Linked DNA regions of Mus musculus: region 2 is linked to region 1. The links are chromatin contacts, called in public Hi-C maps. All regions are on one chromosome and are shown on one strand. The core of a region is the stretch at or near the end of the contact, and the rest is flanking DNA. Distances in the headings are between cores, read along the strand shown. Region 1 holds the start of Samsn1 (SAM domain, SH3 domain and nuclear localization signals, 1). Region 2 has its middle 53 kb from the start of Gm15555.

The links. A called contact is a pair of places that touch in the nucleus more often than the background predicts.
Region 2: a Hi-C map of B cells shows a contact between it and region 1, with 2.1 times the contacts expected there. The contact joins the enhancer-like site here to the promoter of Samsn1 in region 1. A contact is called at or near these places in 2 of 484 Hi-C or Micro-C datasets (both in B cells) and 2 of 115 datasets of contacts at active chromatin or transcription factors (the 230-238 cell line and bone marrow-derived dendritic cells).

What each region holds. Positions count from the first base shown.
Region 1 is chr16:75,906,849-75,911,390 of GRCm38.p6, forward strand. Samsn1 (SAM domain, SH3 domain and nuclear localization signals, 1) reads right to left here and starts at 2,418. Exons shown (of 8, transcript NM_023380.2): 1 at 2,282-2,418. The coding sequence starts at 2,338.
Region 2 is chr16:76,051,889-76,056,430 of GRCm38.p6, forward strand. No RefSeq gene overlaps it. Among named protein-coding and RNA genes, the nearest start is that of Gm15555, 53 kb to the left of the region's middle. Within about 2 kb of position 1,808, at least 54 of the 459 cell types and tissues checked have an H3K27ac peak or open chromatin away from gene starts, as enhancers often do. A contact at or near this core is called in the 230-238 cell line and B cells, where this site is marked.

The DNA of each region.
Region 1 (4,542 bases), core at 1,168-3,667:
GACCATGCAGCTTTATCCAAAACCCTTAATTTATAGTTTTAAAATGTAGCATATGGTGAGTCACAATAAAACCAAGGAAATCCCCTCCATACTTGTGAGCACACAGCACAGGGTCAGGATATGGAAACGATCATCTGATAGATAATCAGTATAAACAGTTACATCCTGTATTTCAGGACAGTTGCTTGCTAGCCCTATTGTGTCTTTCTAGACAGATGTCACACTCCCTTCTTATAGGTGGGGGAGCTTGTACCCCTTCAAATAGCCATCTGTGTAAGGATCAGAATATCATGTGCTCTTACCATGTCCTATGGATTATATGTTTTATTTATGAAATATGCAAAAGTTTTCTATTGAAAACTATGAATTTGTAAGAATTGTTTCTAAGACATAATTATAGCAATTGGAGGGCTATTAGTGTCACAGCAAAAAAATTAAATCCATATATGTCTTCAGTGTGACTATTTCTTGTGATATATTTTTTTTCTCAGGTGCATTGAGTGTGTTTTTATTTTATATATGCAAACATCAATAAGATGACCAATAGTTCACATCTACTCTAGTAATTACTGTGATTAAGACCATTGCCAATAATGAAAGATCATTTTGAAAACAGTTTAGTGAAATGATATACTGACAATATAATGTGCAATACAGTCCTTATGAAATAGTCAAGTGTCATTTTTGAAAAATTTTGAGGTAAGCCACTTTTTATCAATTTTTGTAATATTCCCAAAATATGATCAACTGAATATTTTTATTTAATCAGTGCTATTTTACATAAAAAACAATCATATGAGACTTGAGATAGAGCTCAGCTCACAACAAATATAATCATATGAAGAAATAAAAAATGATTCTTTGAAAAACCTTTCTTGGATATTTTGGGATGTGTTGCTGTGAATTTTTATTTTAGTAATGAAAAAACAGAAAGTGCAATATATTTTTGTACTATGTGTTTCTAAGATGCTTGTTTAACCTTTGTTGACTTTTTTTGCATTAGAAACAATAATGTTGAAAATCATCTAGTTTTAGTTTCCTGTACTTGGAAATAATGAATTCTCAGTTTACTTCAGATCTTTTGCCAAAGGTTTTAAACCGTTGAAGACTGTCCTGTGCCTACTCAGTTCAGAAGGAAAATCAGTCCCCAAACTGTCTCTCTCCCAATGAGAAATAAAAGCTGATGACAAAGTGTAAACTCCTTAAAAACAAAGAATCCACTAGTATTTATCTCACCAACAAAAAGATTGAATTTATTTGAGAAACGTTAGGAATGTATAAACAGGACAGAAATTTTCTGACATCACAACTTCATACTAAAGAAATTAATGTTACTAGTAAATGACGTTTAAAGTTCTATAAGAATGTAAACTTGGCTTTTCCTATATTATTTTTAATGCCAATTGTTATCAAGAGAAAGAATAAAAGAACATACTACATAAGACTGGCTTATCAAATTTACTAATTTATAAATTTTGTGTCTTCTCAAAATAGGGCACAATTCTCTCTAATGACAATGTGAAAATGCATGTCTACTACAAGATATCATAGCTGAACATTCAAATTACAAAAAGAATTTTAAAAAACTAACCTAAAATTTCTCCATTTTAGTCTTCTTACTGTTATGTATTTTAAATATCTACAATTTAACAGATAAAATAATTCCTTCAGAACACTGGTAAGATATTGAACAACCAAGGAATGAAAAATAGGCAGAGAATTCATGATATTAATGGTTAAGTGGAGGCCACCAAACAGAGTTCCATAAAATTATCCTAACCCAATCTTAGCTAACAACATAAAGGGTTGAATCTAATACACAATTGTGAAGACCATAATTGCTCATCAGTATGCAAATTCTTCCATATGTATTTTGATGCACTTAGTCCTCTACTTAAATTAATTTAGAAGTGACAGATAAAATGTCATGTAAGTAGTAGGGTGATGATGTAGGCTGTGAGTGTGCATGTATGCTTGTGTGTGTGTGTGTGTGTGTGTGTGTGTGTGTGTGTGTGTGTGTGAGAGAGAGAGAGAGAGAGAGAGAGAGAGAGAGAGAGAGATGTATGTCACTGTGTGGTTTGTTTGAATGTGTTGTGTGCTTGAATGAGTTTGTGTATGTGTGTGTATACACGTATATGTGCGTATGTGTAAATGGTATGTGTGTGTGTGTGTGTGTGTGTGTGTGTGTGTGTCTGGTGTGTCTGTGTTATACATTTGCAAGTAAGTGTTGCTTTCTAGTACAGTATTTGGTTAGTTTTACTCTGTAAGAAAATAAACTTACCTTCGGTTTTTGGTGTTTCTCCTTGTCTGAGGCATTGGATGGCTTCCTCTTTAGCATTTTGAATTCTGGCCACCTCTAGTGAGCACAGTTGCTGCTGTTACAGAGACAACTGAGAGCAGGCACGGGTGCTCTCCGTGATACCCAGCATCTGATAGCACTGAGGAAGTGTCTGATGTGACACTTCCTCCTCTGGTCAGGATGTGACTTCAGTGTCTGCTTGGTTGAAGGTTTCTTTTTTTTTTTTTTTTTTTTTTCCTTTCCTTCCTTACCGTAATTATTTGGTAACTCTGTACTGTATTCTCGGTGCTGTATTCTATGATATAATTCTTAGCTCACACCTTTGACATGGCTACGGTAATTACTAAGGGTGTAATGGTTTGGAAAACAAAACTTATTTTCTCAGTTTATGTAAAAGAATTTAACACATTAAAAAAGATGGCACAAGAGGAAAATATCTGAACCTTTTAAATGAAATCAAACAGAATATTGTGGATTTTTAAAAGTTTGAGACTATTTAAAGAATTCCATTTTATATTTTTATAATATTTTATTATTTGAGGTTATATAATACACTTACATCATTTCCACCTTTTCATTTTTCTCCTTCCAAATTTTCCAGGGAACCTACCTTTCAATTTCATTGCCCACTTTTTAAATGTGACATATGTCTGTATCTTTCTCAATACATAATTGTATATTTCTACATGACGATCAATTTGAAGTTAAATAATATTAATCCTCCCTAAAGCTACCGTAATAGGGTATAGATTAAAAGTACCTAACTGTAATAGGATTCTAGCTCCAGATATTGATGAGTGGGCATTGGTGACATTGAAAAAGCAAGCATATCATTGTTAAAACCCCCTGATTAATAAAAGAACCACTTCCTGCTACATAGTATACGTACTCTGTACCCTGGTAATGCCTGGTTGGTGGGTGATGCTACCGACTGCTCAGTCCTCTCTCCAGACAAGGCATCCAGTGTCTACTAAGTGGGCCTGGAATAGCCCCAATATGTCTTAAAGGTTTTGCTGAAAGCCAGATCCAGAGATCCAGATAAAAGAGAAGGTTGCTCAGACTTCCTTGAAAAATGAAGCCCTTATCAGATGAGCTTGTGCAGATTGTTTCAAATGCAGGCTCTGGTTAAATGGCCTGCTTCAAGAAAACTTGTACTTTCTGCTCATAAACTCCTCAGATTAAAAACAGTAGCACCATATTTTTAGGAAGTGCTTCTCTAAGAATCATGCTCTGGCCCTCTTTTCTCAGTTGTCCCTCCCACCTCTCTGCCTTCGTCCTGGAGTCCCAGCTGAAATTCACTAATTCGCTTAAATACTAAATTGAATACCCACTCTGTGCTATTGAACGTAGTGGGTACTCAATTTCTATGCAATAAACCTCTTAACTAGCAAGAACAAAATGGTATTTTATGCACTACAATAGAATTGGGTAAACCACTTAAGAGGATTGGAGTTAATAAACAGCTGCAGTGGCAGGAGGGTAATTTTGAGAAGTAAGAGGTTAGTATTTTCAGAACAATGACAGGGGAATAACACCAGACAACCTGAAAACCTAAGGCTCGGTAATTCCCTAGCAGTGTGACTTTCTGTAAATTTTCTGGGTGGTTCTCAGTTAACCCAAGGGAATAAACTATTCCGTCGCCTAAGAAATTAAGAGCCATGAAAAGATATTTTCTTATCTGAGACATCAGTGCTCCTTGTACTCTTCCATCTCTTTGTGAAACGGATGGGAGTTTAATTCAGGAGTGGAATTTGATCAGTTCAGTGAGGAGGATAATGGTGATAGTTCCTAAATGATCGTTTCACTGAGAATCAAAGCTAATGCCAATATGGGCCGCCCTTATGCACCATCACTTCAGAATAGTTTACACCAAAAATTATCTGTAGATAATGAATGAATATTAAATATCAAAGTTATATTTGGAGAATTTTTTATAGTTTACATTTTTATAATGACAACTAAAACAGTGAATATTCAAATTGCTGGTACTAACATTTTGTGTGTGTGTTCAGCTGAAATGCAGTTATGCAACATTTGATATTAACGCTCTTCCAAATTGCCGTAAACCCCTAACTTAAACCTCCATGCCAGTCACTGGAAACACACTTCTAGTTCTTAATTGGTGGTGAGAGCAACTCCAAGAGTCAAACAAAACAATGCATTCTATTGTCATTGTCCTTGGTTACCTCCCAGATGTGAGCATGATATATGGTGATGAAGATAGTACACACTCCAGACATAGG
Region 2 (4,542 bases), core at 558-3,057, 140 kb after region 1:
TTAGAAAAATGTGTGAAAAGATAACTTACCAGCAAACATACTGTTACTTACCTTGTCTGATATACCAGAGAGATTTATGTGTTCAACACTGTCTGTGGGGCAGCTGTGCGAGCCCTGAGTCAGAACTGTCTAGCACGGGAAATTATAGATTACTAGATAAATGGCTCGTCCATTGTCTCCATGTCTGCTTTTCGCCAAGAGTTTAAAACTAGGACAAATATGTCCTGTTTCAAAAAGTAGCCACATTATAAATGAGAGGTCTGCAGCGATGAAGGTTTTGTGTTTTTGCAGTCTCGGTGTAGACAATATATCGGATCTTAAAATGAGTGTGTGGTGATTGTATTGTCTAACAGAAGATTTAATTTAAATGAGATAACTGCCTCTGACAGAGCAGCATGCAGCTCGATCACAGAATTCAGAAACAAATCCACACAAAACGATTCTGGAAAAACTGCCTGTGAAATTCTTACAGAAATTCTTACTAAAATTTCCTCCAAATCGGCACCTTAAAATGTGGACCACACGGGAAGGAAACGGATAGGAAGGTAATAATGTATGACATATGTAATAGGGGAACGTCTCCAATTAGTGAGAATTAGTAAACTTAATTATGAGGTAATCATTAAAGCCGTTCCAGTTGATTGGGTTGTTTATCGCTAACTGTACACAATGGTGAGGCTACAGTCTTGGCTTAACTATCTGTGATACATCCAACTAAGCAGAGTCAAGAATCTAAGATAAATAAATGTAAGACACATTACTGATCTGATTGTTGCTTTTGACACACCCGAATTTGCTCTCTGAAACCTCAGTTTGTTAATATGGCACATCTATCCCATGCTTCCTTTGCCTACCATATCCACTGAATTGTTTTAATGCTTCCAATTCAGAAACCTGACACCCTCACCCTCACCTCACTGTCAGGTGGCCTTCTTCACAGCTGCACCCCAGGCTCACCACCTACTCTGCTCTCCTGACCATCAACAAACACCTTCCAGAGCTAAAGGACCTAGATAAGGCATTCTCTGACAGAATCCACTGTTTGTTTGTTTTCGAAATTACAGACCTGAAACTTGAGACTTGAAAGCTTTCTGAAGTCAATCGGAAGTATTCCTGCACACGTGTATTTAGTATTCTTTTAGAAAACAAGGCGTTCATATCAGATTGTGTCTTTTTAGGAAAATACCTCGAGGGCAGAGGCAGAAGAGCTTATCCAGGAGTCTAAGATTTTCATGACTGACCCCAAAGATGTTTTATGGCATCCCACCACACCTTCCTCCTGAATTCCTACCTCCCTTTGCTTTCTGAGATGCACTAAGTCTCCCATCCTTCCATGTTTGTACACACGCTGTCTCTTTCTTTAGAGCATGCTGGCCTCTCCAGCTTCATACATTATCCAACTGCATTGACTCTTGCAAAATTCAACGGAGAAGTTCCTTTTTCTAGGAAGTCTGCTCTGCCTCCACCCAACACCATGATAACATGCATTTGGGAATGTTTTTCTTGTTTGCTATAGCACCTGGACGTACCGGTCTAGAGGGAGAAGGTTGGTTTTCAAAGTTTGGTGAAAAAAACAGAGTTAGCTGAGCAAGGAGAAACTAAAGTAGTCACAGGAAGTTTCACAGCCATCTTTCAATCAGTAAAAATCATGCCCAGGGCAATCATTAATTAATAGCAGGCATTTGGCGCAGCACATCGCTGGAAGTGAATTGCTGGGAAAGTAGGGTTGGGTAGAAATAGGGATGGTGCTTAAAGTCTGCTCTGAGGCCTGACACAAGCAGAGCTGAGACTTGTCTCCTCACTGCAAAAGGAACTTGAAATGAGGAACTGATGTCCCAAGGCGGAATCGCATGCTATCTGAAGAGTTCAGCGGAATTTGGGCACTAGAAAAATTTAACCATCGAAACTAACCCTAAATATAACTCTTTTTATTTTAGGTCTAGAGGACTAAATATAACCATTTACTCATAAGGCAAAAAAAAAAAAAAATCAAGAATTAATATGAGAAATACCTACCAGTCCGTTTATGTGAAAATAACCGCCTTTAATGTACTAAGTTGTACGTATAGTCCACCCCATAGTTATTCTTAGCCTATCCTGTGTAATTTTGAATACTCTATAATTAAAAAAAAAACAGAATTGTTACAATTCATGATTGCTGAGAAGCAACAGCACCTGGCTTCTTACTTCTTTAACAAGATTAATCTCTGCCACAAATCACATTGGCACTCTGGAAGACCTTGTAAAGGGATTTAAAAAGCAGTAAAGTTAAATGTAGAATGATCTAAGCAGCAAAGAGAATGAGCAGGTAAGGCTGGCTTGGCAGGGCTTGGGGGCACAGTGAATTTCAGCTGAGCTGAGCTGGAGGAAGAGAGGGCTGCCATGGTGACGGGAAACACAACAGGAGAAGAAGTCAGGAAGAAGACCCTGATGAGCACAGGCGTTCCAGCTTTAAAATCCTGACTGTCCCCTGCCTTTTGTACATCGGGGAGGGGTGGCCACAAAATCTTAAACTTGTGTGTAAATATCTCAGAGCCTTGCTGATGTCTTTAGAGTGTGCACAAAATACCTGGACCTGTGTGGTTTGCGCTTCTTTTAGATGTTTTCCAAATGAGCATAGCCTAGGCTGAGCAAAATGTAGCACAGCCCTCAAAAGGAGCGCTGTTTGCAAGACCAATGGGCCTCTCAAAAAAAAAAAAAAAAAAAAAAAAAAAAAAAAAAAAAGGAGCGCTGTTGCCTAGCCTAGCAGAGACTTGATGTGCCCTGGTGGGGAGATACACAGGAAGTCCCCATCTGCTCTGAGGAGAGAAGAGAGAGAGGTATCCTGGAGTGGGGGGGTGGGGGGTGGAGGGGGATGGAGGAGATGACGAGGAGCAGTGAGTGGAATATAAAGTCAATAGGTGTAAATAAAAATTAAAAACAAACAAACAAAGCACTGTTAGCTGGTTGGAGTGCTTCAGTCTGTCTGTCCACTACTAGAACAGAGGGTAACTCTTTGGAAGTGACTCCCTAACTTGTGTAGTGGTGATCCAAGGCAGGTATCATGCTTTAGATTTCTCATGTGTCTAATGGTGAAAATAGATAACCCTGTGTGGGATTGCTCTGAGGGTAGTGTTAGCATTAAATTGAAGCTTCTAGATCAGTTCCTGAGCCATCGCGAGCAGTATATATGTACACGCTGACTAAACTCCGCAAGGGAAGTGAAACACTGGAAAAGATACTCCTTTGAGGTCTGTGAGAAAAAGCAATGAACCATTCCCACCAGGTGACTTAAACACATCTGCGCACCTACCTCAGAAGTGCTAACAGGATGCAGCGAGCATTTTGACAGCCTCCATCCCCCAAAGGAGGGAAATGAGCACAAGAGAGTCTAAAAGCCATTTCCCTGTCTCTCATACCAAGTGAGACCCAGATCTGACTCCCCTGAAGGCTTGGTCTCCTCACTAGTGCTAACCAGAACTGCTAGGCTTCTCCCCACCGTGTGTGGGAGCTACTTACCCAGCTCTCTGCTTCATGCTGCCTCAGTGGCTAGCACAGCCCGCACTGTGGAGTCAACTCACAGGGAACCCAGTAAACATATCAGAGATGCTACTGGCTCACCCTTTACCCTTACAAATCACACACTGAAGCAGACTTAGGAATTTGCTCCAAGTCATGGGATGCTTGAGAATTCTAGGCCCCCTGCAAACCCAGCCTTTGCTATCAGCTTAGTGTCTTTCTTATAGCTGTGTTATTAGAGTGGATTAGACAGCTATGGCAGAGGAAAGACCAGGAGGCCATCGGTCTGTGAAAGAGCGAACAAGGAAAAGATTGGAGGCAAAGCAAAGTGGGACTGCAAGGCAAAACATTATTCTGTCAAGAAATCTAAGATTGGGGTGGAAAGAGGACCGAGCAAGGAGCACTTAGCTGCTCTCGCAGAGGATCTATGTTAGATTCTCGGCGCCCACGTGATGGCCCAGAACTGTGTGTAACTCCGATCCCAGGGGATCCAATACTCTTTTCTGACTTCCATGGGCGCTTTACTGCACACAGCATAGACACATACACCTAGGCACATCCACATAAAAAAAAAGAAAATAACTAACAAATTTGAGCTTCAAAGCTCCAGCCGAGACAGAGAAAAAGAATCATTTTAGATTGTTTTAAATAAACTGAATTATTTAGAGTCATCTCTTCGGTAGGAAAATACATTTGCATGTAAAGGAGCCCGAAGCAATCTGTTGAAAGCCCAGCATGGAGCTCTACAGCCTGCATCCCCTCCTGGCTGGTACCTAAGAGTTTCTTAATTTGTGGTTCTGAATTCTTCCAGTGGGTTTGTCTTCTTTGTTTACACTTCGATGCACAACACTTGGGCTTGGCTTTACCGTTTTTAGCGTCTCTCGGTGGCCTTCAAATGAGGCTGGACCTGAGACCCACTTGGTTCAGCTTGTTAAAGACACAAGCGCCAGAGGAGGCTGACCCGGCAGACCTGTGGGCATTTTTAACAAGCGTCTCCTGGCTCTGTGGGAGGCAGGCTTACATAAGGCGCAAATTAGAAATATA